2 separate regions of the Canis lupus genome follow, and region 2 is linked to region 1. The links are chromatin contacts, called in public Hi-C maps. All regions are on one chromosome and are shown on one strand. Each heading gives the region's core, a stretch centred on a gene start, on an enhancer-like site or on the middle of the called end of the contact. The rest is flanking DNA. Distances are from core to core; before and after follow the strand shown.

Evidence for each region. Hi-C and Micro-C count contacts between places; a contact is called where the count stands out from the background.
Region 2: a contact with region 1 is called in a Hi-C map of skin fibroblasts, with 2.1 times the contacts expected there. The contact joins the promoter of GPR179 here to the promoter of EPOP in region 1. A contact is called at or near these places in 2 of 9 Hi-C or Micro-C datasets (amygdala and skin fibroblasts).

The regions. Positions count from the first base shown.
Region 1 is chr9:23,501,316-23,504,560 of UU_Cfam_GSD_1.0, reverse strand. It overlaps EPOP (elongin BC and Polycomb repressive complex 2-associated protein), which reads right to left and starts at 1,616. Exons shown (of 1, transcript XM_038547485.1): 1 at 1-1,616. The coding sequence starts at 633.
Region 2 is chr9:23,759,242-23,762,844 of UU_Cfam_GSD_1.0, reverse strand. It overlaps GPR179 (probable G-protein coupled receptor 179), which reads right to left and starts at 2,134. Exons shown (of 12, transcript XM_038547510.1): 1 at 1,066-2,134. The coding sequence starts at 1,859.

The sequences.
Region 1 (3,245 bases), core at 367-2,866:
GACTGCGGCCGTCTGGCCCGGCGCGGGCGGCTCCGGCGCGGCCCCGGGACCCGCGGGCTCGGGGGCGAGGCCCGCAGGTGGCGGCGGAGGCGGGGAACCGGGCTCCTGATGGGGGCTGGCGGCGGGGCCGGGCTGGGAGTCGAGACCCGAGGCTGGCCGAGGCGGAGCGGAGGCGGAGCTGGTCGGAGATTCCCGAGGGCGCCGGGGCGCCGGGCAGCGGCCGGGAGGTCCGCCGGAGCGAGAGCCCAAGTGCGGGAAACCGCCTCCGCCCTCTTCCTCCTCGCCGCGGCCCCGGCACACTGCGGCGTCGGCATCCTGACCGGCCGGGGAGTCCGGGTCGCTGGACCGCCCGGCGGGTCCCGCGAGGTGCTTCAGGCCATCCGGGGCCCAGCCGCCGGTGCACAGGGGGGCGCGAGGGCCCAGCAGCACCGGGCCCCGCGGCGCCAGCTCCCCAGGCCCCAGGTCCAGAGAGGACGCCCGAGGTTTGGCAAGGGCGCAGAAGGCAAGGGCACGCAGGCACAGCGGAGAGAACTCCTGGGTCCCCCGACGCGGCTTCCGGGGTGTCGGGGAGCAGGGCGACCCTCGCGGGGACGCCGGCACTGCGAGGCGGGGAGCGGGGCACAGAGTTTCCATGGAACCGCCCGGGGGGGTGCCCACTGCGGGGGCCCTGGTCCCAGCGGCGGTGTGCCCGGGCTGCCCGAAGAGCCCACGGGCGAGGGGAACATCGCCCCCCCTCGACGGGGAGGTCTCTGCTCACGGGCGCCCCCGGCCCGCAACCCCGGGCCGCGGAGCTCTGGCTCCCTCCTCGATCTCGTCACGCGGCCCTCCCGGCGGCCGGACTCCTGGGTCCCTGCGAGTCCCGGCGCGGTCGGCCGCCCTTCCTGCCGCCGCGTTCCCTGCGCAGCCCCGGCGGGAGCCCCTCTCGAGTAGACCAGGGCGCAGAGGCCGGGGAAACAAAGCGGCCGGCGGCCGCGGGAGGCGGGAAGGACCCCGGGCCCGGCACCCGGTGCCCGGGCCCAGGCGGCGGGGAGGGCGCCTTCCGCCCGCTCGGCTTCTTTCTTCCCCGCTGGCTCCCGGAGACCGCGTTATAGAGAACTGCCCCCTCGCTGCCCCAATACCAGCGCCGGGGCCGCGAGCCCGCCGCTGATTGGGCGCCGCTGCCTGTGACGTTGGCCTGGACCCCACCCCTCCGGCGGCACCGCCCCCGTCCCCATTCCGCACACAGACACACACACGTGGACCCGGCGCGGCGGCGGCTGGGAGGGAGGAGGAGAGGGAGCGTGTGCGGGTGGGATCGCGAGGGGCGAGACGCGCCGCTGCACGTGGCCCGGTGGCGTCCCGCCCTCTAGTCGTCGCGGAACGCGTCGCTTTTCGCTTAGCAGCCACGGTTTTCGCATCTGTAAAATGGGAATGTTCACATCTACCCTCTTGCGGGCTGCATGAATCAACATAGATGGATCGCGAACACTGAGTTGGGTGAAAAACTGAAGTGAGGCGATGGTTGTTTACAAGCTTTGCCAAGGCAGGGACTCCCGCGGGCAGAGAATGTCTCCTTCCTCTCTGTTCCGGAGCCCGAGAACAGCGCCTGGCACACACTGAGCTAAAAAAAAAAGAAAAAAGAAAGAAAAATGTTGAAAAAGGAGTTAGGCATTCAGTGTGTGCAAGATGAACAAAGGAAAAAAAAATCAATGGGGGGGGGCGGTGAGTATTATTTCACCCAGGAAAGATGATAAATAGGCTTGTTTGCGTTTCTCTAATGCAGTTTCTAATGGCCCCTTGACCAAATTACCAGGGGCTGGTTTTCCGGCCCCTTCAAATACCAAGACGCTGCCCTCTGAAGCTGAGCTGCCAAAATGGGCCGAGGAGTCCAGAGTAGGGGACACCTAGACCCTCTTGTCTCCAAGGAGAGTGAAGCAAAAAAAAAAAAAAAAAAAGTGAATTATCTCCCCTCCCAAATAAATCCTAATGATGAAGGACCACCTCTCCCCAACATGTACTATCCCCCTTAACTTTCTTTAGTTTCTGTATAGCTTACTATTATACGAAAGTCTGAACATATTTATTTTTATTGTCTGTTTCTCATTAGTCTGGAAATGAGCTGACAAGAACTTCATCTTAATCACTACTGCATCCCTACTGCCTTAAACAGTGCCCAGACTTAATAGGTGCTCAATAAATATTTGCAGTGAATGAATGAATCCCTGAAGTGTTTCTCTCTTGATAAAAATCAGGTTACTGGAATATGGCTGCTTCCCATCCCCAGAGATATAAAGAAATTGGTATGATAGCTTGGAGTAGGAATATGGAAGTTGGGGAGAGTGTCACAGAGAGAATATCTCCTTCTGGAGCCAGGGTAAGACTGGGTTTCTGTAAAGGGGCAAATGATGCAGCTTGCGTCCTGGGGCTCCTGGCAGTGACAACAGAAGAATCATTTTTCTGTCATCATCAAATAACATTTGGGAGGAAGGGGTTCCTTCTGCAGAGGCCACAGATAAAGGCCCTGAGGTGAAGCCAGGGTTTGAGGAACCGGAGGGTATGATGTTCTATTGCTCCAAAAACCCCCTAGAATCTTCGGTAGAAGCCTTCAGGGCAGTTGTCCTAGGGGATATCCTGGGATCTTGCCAGGTCTGCACTCCAGGATTCCTGAGTGCTCCAAAAGCCTTGGCTCCCCTCCCCACTTTCTGCAACCCCTCCCCCCATACACACACAGGAGGAAAATTCTGGAAGGATGATGATCTTCACAGCTGTCTCTTCTGGGGGACAATGCTGAAAACTCTTACCCTGAGACAGCAGTGACAGATTTCTTTTGCTTATGGGGCGGAAGGCATCTGCTTCAACCTCCCACTGTACTCCTTCAGCCTCCGCTGCTGAGATCCTGGGGAGGGAGTTTGGGCCCCACCTACAGGAACCTGGACTAGGAAACTCCTTTGATCCTCCCCTATAGTCTCACTCATATTTGCATTCCTGTGCCTAGTGTAGTGTTGACATAAGGAGAAAATGCTCAGGAAGTTCTTCAGTATGAATAAATGAATGAATCTTACCTAACCATGCAGATCAACGGCCTCCTCCTTCTCTCACTCCAAAAGCCTTCGGTCCTTCAGATCTGAGTTTAGGGGCTTTAGTTGGGATCATTACTGTTGGGAGTCCTTCCCTGGAGAAGGAATTCCTTCCACCTCCACTTCTCCTTCCTTGAATCAGGCACCCCCAGAATACAGCCCAGATGGGAATGCTGGGTTGTGGGCATG
Region 2 (3,603 bases), core at 885-3,384, 260 kb before region 1:
CTTCCCTGGAGGTTGTTCCCCCAAATCCCTCAGCTTTTCAACATCCTAGCATTTCCTGGTTTCTATCAATGGGTAAAGGGAGGGAGCATGTCAAGACATGTGGGGAGCTGGGGCTCTGATGATCTGTCCAAAGGAGATTTCCACACTTCTCCACTGCATGTATAGACACACACACACACAGAGCTCAGCTATTAACCACCCCCTCACTCTGGCCAAACCAGATCAGAATTGATCACAGCAAAGGAACTATGGAATGGAGCTGCCTGGCCTAAGTGCTCCCAACCCCTGCTCTGGGCTGAGTGGGTAGAGCTGGATAGGAGCCAGGCTGCTGGCTGGCAGGAGGGAGAGCCTGCTGAGAGCAATGAATAGGGACACATAGCTGGAAAAACAATGTGGATTGTTGCACGCCTTGCAATTCTGTGCCCATTTGCTTCCTCTTTCCCACCAGGGCTCCCAATCACCTCTTTATTCCGGTTGCAGGAGGAACTCAGTTATTTGAAGGGTACCAGGCAGGACAGGCAGGACTGGAACCTACTTCATGTAAGAATATAGCCATTGGGAGTGACCCTGGGGACCTGGCCAACTCCTAAACAGAAAGGGCAATGGTTCCAAGCTTCCTCCTGAAGAACTTTTCTTCCCTTGGAGAAACCTCCTTTTGTAGCTCTAGATTGCTAGAGAGCAGCAGGTTTGACTCCTGGAGTGCCCACCTGGCTCCCCCAAGACAGCTCACACATGGCCTATCACTGTCATCCACACCATACCCTCTCCTGCCTTCTATAATCTGGGGGCCAAGACCTATGCCCAGCTGTACACACGCCTATGTGTATACCTATGGATAAGTGGATTGATTCATAACACTATGTACACTCACACCTGTATGTGTTAACAGACAGTTACGGATTCCCAGAGTCAACTGCAAATATACACAGCTGAATGCAAATAGACACATCTGTGCCCCCCAGATACATATGCGTGTGCCAAATGGCCCACTCACAGCTGGCTGGACTTGAGGCCCCCACCCTCACATACCCACAAATGCGTCAAATACTGCACAAACCTACTTACCTGACCTCTGGGCTGAGGTCTGGCTTGAGTCCATAGAAGGTGGCAGAAAGTGTGATAAGCCAGCCAGGACGGAGCTGACCCTCCTGGCATTCCAGAAAGGGAGGAGATAGCTTCACATGCTGCATGTCCCCCACATAGCCATCCCCCTGTGGCCACTTGGGGCTGCCGAGGCTCCCTAGGTCATTGGTCAGCACTCGCTTCTGTAGGGAAGAGGTGTCCGGGGCCCGGGTAGGGCTCTCCTTCTGTACTCTGCTCCCAGACAAGTCTTGAAGGATGGTCTCCTCCCCCATCCGGGTGGCCTGCAGGGCCAGCTGCAGGTGGCTGGCCCCTGGTGGAGGGTCAAAGGTCAGAAAAGCCCGGTATGCCCTTGGGTCCCCCTCGGCCACACTGCGGACCAGTGCCTGGTACCACTCCACATCCTCCTCCACACTGGACTCACGGATGTCGTTGGCTTGTAGCAGCATGTTGAGGAAATTAGCAGCCTGGACGAGGGTGCCTGCTGCCCTCCATAGGACTGGGGGGAGCCCTGGTCTGGCTCCTGCGCCATGGGCTTCGTAGCGCTCACTGCAATTAGCCCCCAACAGCTGTTGGGCATCACCAGAGTAGAGAAAAGCCAGGGCTGCCTCAGCCCTCTCTGGGGGCACCCACATGGGCACAGACCCCAGTCTGACTTGGGAGGACAGAGGTGGCAGAGAGCGGGAGGGCCGCGGACCCCCCAGAGCCCAGCTGCAGAGGAAACAGCAGCCCAGCAGCCCCCACACAGGGTGGGGTGAGACCACTACCCTGGTGCCCATCCTCAAGGCAGTTCTCGGGTACCTTGTGGTCCAGGCTGCCTGGGGAATCTGGTGGCTCAGGAGAGCCCAGGCAGAGGCTGGCTGGCTCCACGCCTCCTATCCTGGCTTTCTCTCTTCCTCTCTCCCCCTCTCTCTCACACTGCGCTGTCTTGCCTGTTTTTCCTGCTCTCTAACGTCATCAGCTGGCTTCTAGATGTAGGCATGAGGGCTTTGCCCCTCCTCTGTCAGTGTGACCCCCCATTGCAAACCCTCTTAATCCTGGCACCACCCCTCTTCCCTCCTCCTCTCATCCAGCATCGAGGCTCCCTCCCCCCACTCCCCATCACACATCGGGCTCCACGGAGAGAGAAATGGGAGGGGAGAGAAAGAGACCAGTCGTTCTCTCCCTCCCTCTGCCCTTTGCTCCATTAGGAGAGATGGGCAAATCCAGGATGGGGCACCATAGCAACCGCAGATGAGCTGTGCCCCTCTCTCCACCCCTCTGCTCCACTCAGCCTCCTGGCAGCGATTGCGACGGGCATGATCTAGGGCCAAGCTTCAGCTCCTGGCAATCTGCTCTGACTGCCTGTACCCCCCTGACACAGTGCTGCTGAACCGGAATTTGAGATTGGGGTGGCAAGGGTGGAGAAGAGAGCCTGATATAACCACAGTGGATCTTGGACAAACTGTGGCAGTTTATAAAGTGTTTTTCCTGTGTGTTATCTCAAGGAATCTTCCCCACTAGCACATATATAAGGTCAATATTCTTATCCCCATTTCACAGATGCAGACATTGAGCTCAGAGACTCACCTGAGATCACATAGTTGCTCACGTTGAGACTCAAACCTGGAGCTCTGACTCTCCACGCTGGCCCTGGTCAAACTCCTATGACCCTGTTACTCAACCTCAGAGACATTAATAAAGCCTCATTAGAGAGGTGGAATCCAAGACCCAGAGAGGTAAAAGGACTTCCCCTAGGATCACACTGGCCTTCCTGACAGAGTGGGAGCCTCAACGAGGAGGCTCCCCTGGATGGGGAGCCTCTCTTCTCCAGCGCCACAGAGGTAACAACTACAGCCAATGCGCTCTCTCTCTCTCTCTCTCTCTGTGTGTGTGTGTGTGTGTGTGTGAGATGGGGACAGGGAGAAGAGAGTGAACAAAGTTTTGTTTCTGCTACTTCCACCTTCATTTTGTCATCCTAAGTCCTATCTTCCTTCATTCATGAAAACTGTGTCTAACTTCTGTGTTCTTTCCGGCTTTCCCCCCCACCTTCCACATCCTTCCTTTCATTGGGCACAATAACTGGTGTGTGTGTCGGGAGGAGGTAGAGTTAACACTCCTTGGCTCCAGAAGGGTGTGGAATCTTGCAGGTAGCCATAAAACAAAGCTCCTGCCTTCCTCTCCCTCTCTCTTCTGTCACTGATGGGCAACCCGTTCAGCCCCAGATCTGGACCCACATACACAGGTTGTCTCTTGTCTCTTGTCTCTTGTCTCTTCCTCAAATCTTTGATGACCCAGAGCACTGAGTGTATGCAGGAAAGGATGAATGATGGTTGCTAAAAACTCCCCTTGCTTTACAGGTAGGCTCTGCAAACAATTCTTCTTTGGAACCTAAGTGGGAATGTAAGAGGTGGGTGGGGGGCATGAGGGCAACCCCCCAGGAGAACCCCTGTGATGTCAGAACTGAAAGTGCCTCTCTGGCCTGGACCTTTCTCCAATAGAGAAAGAAACTAAAACTAAAACTAAAACAGGAGGCCAGTGGAG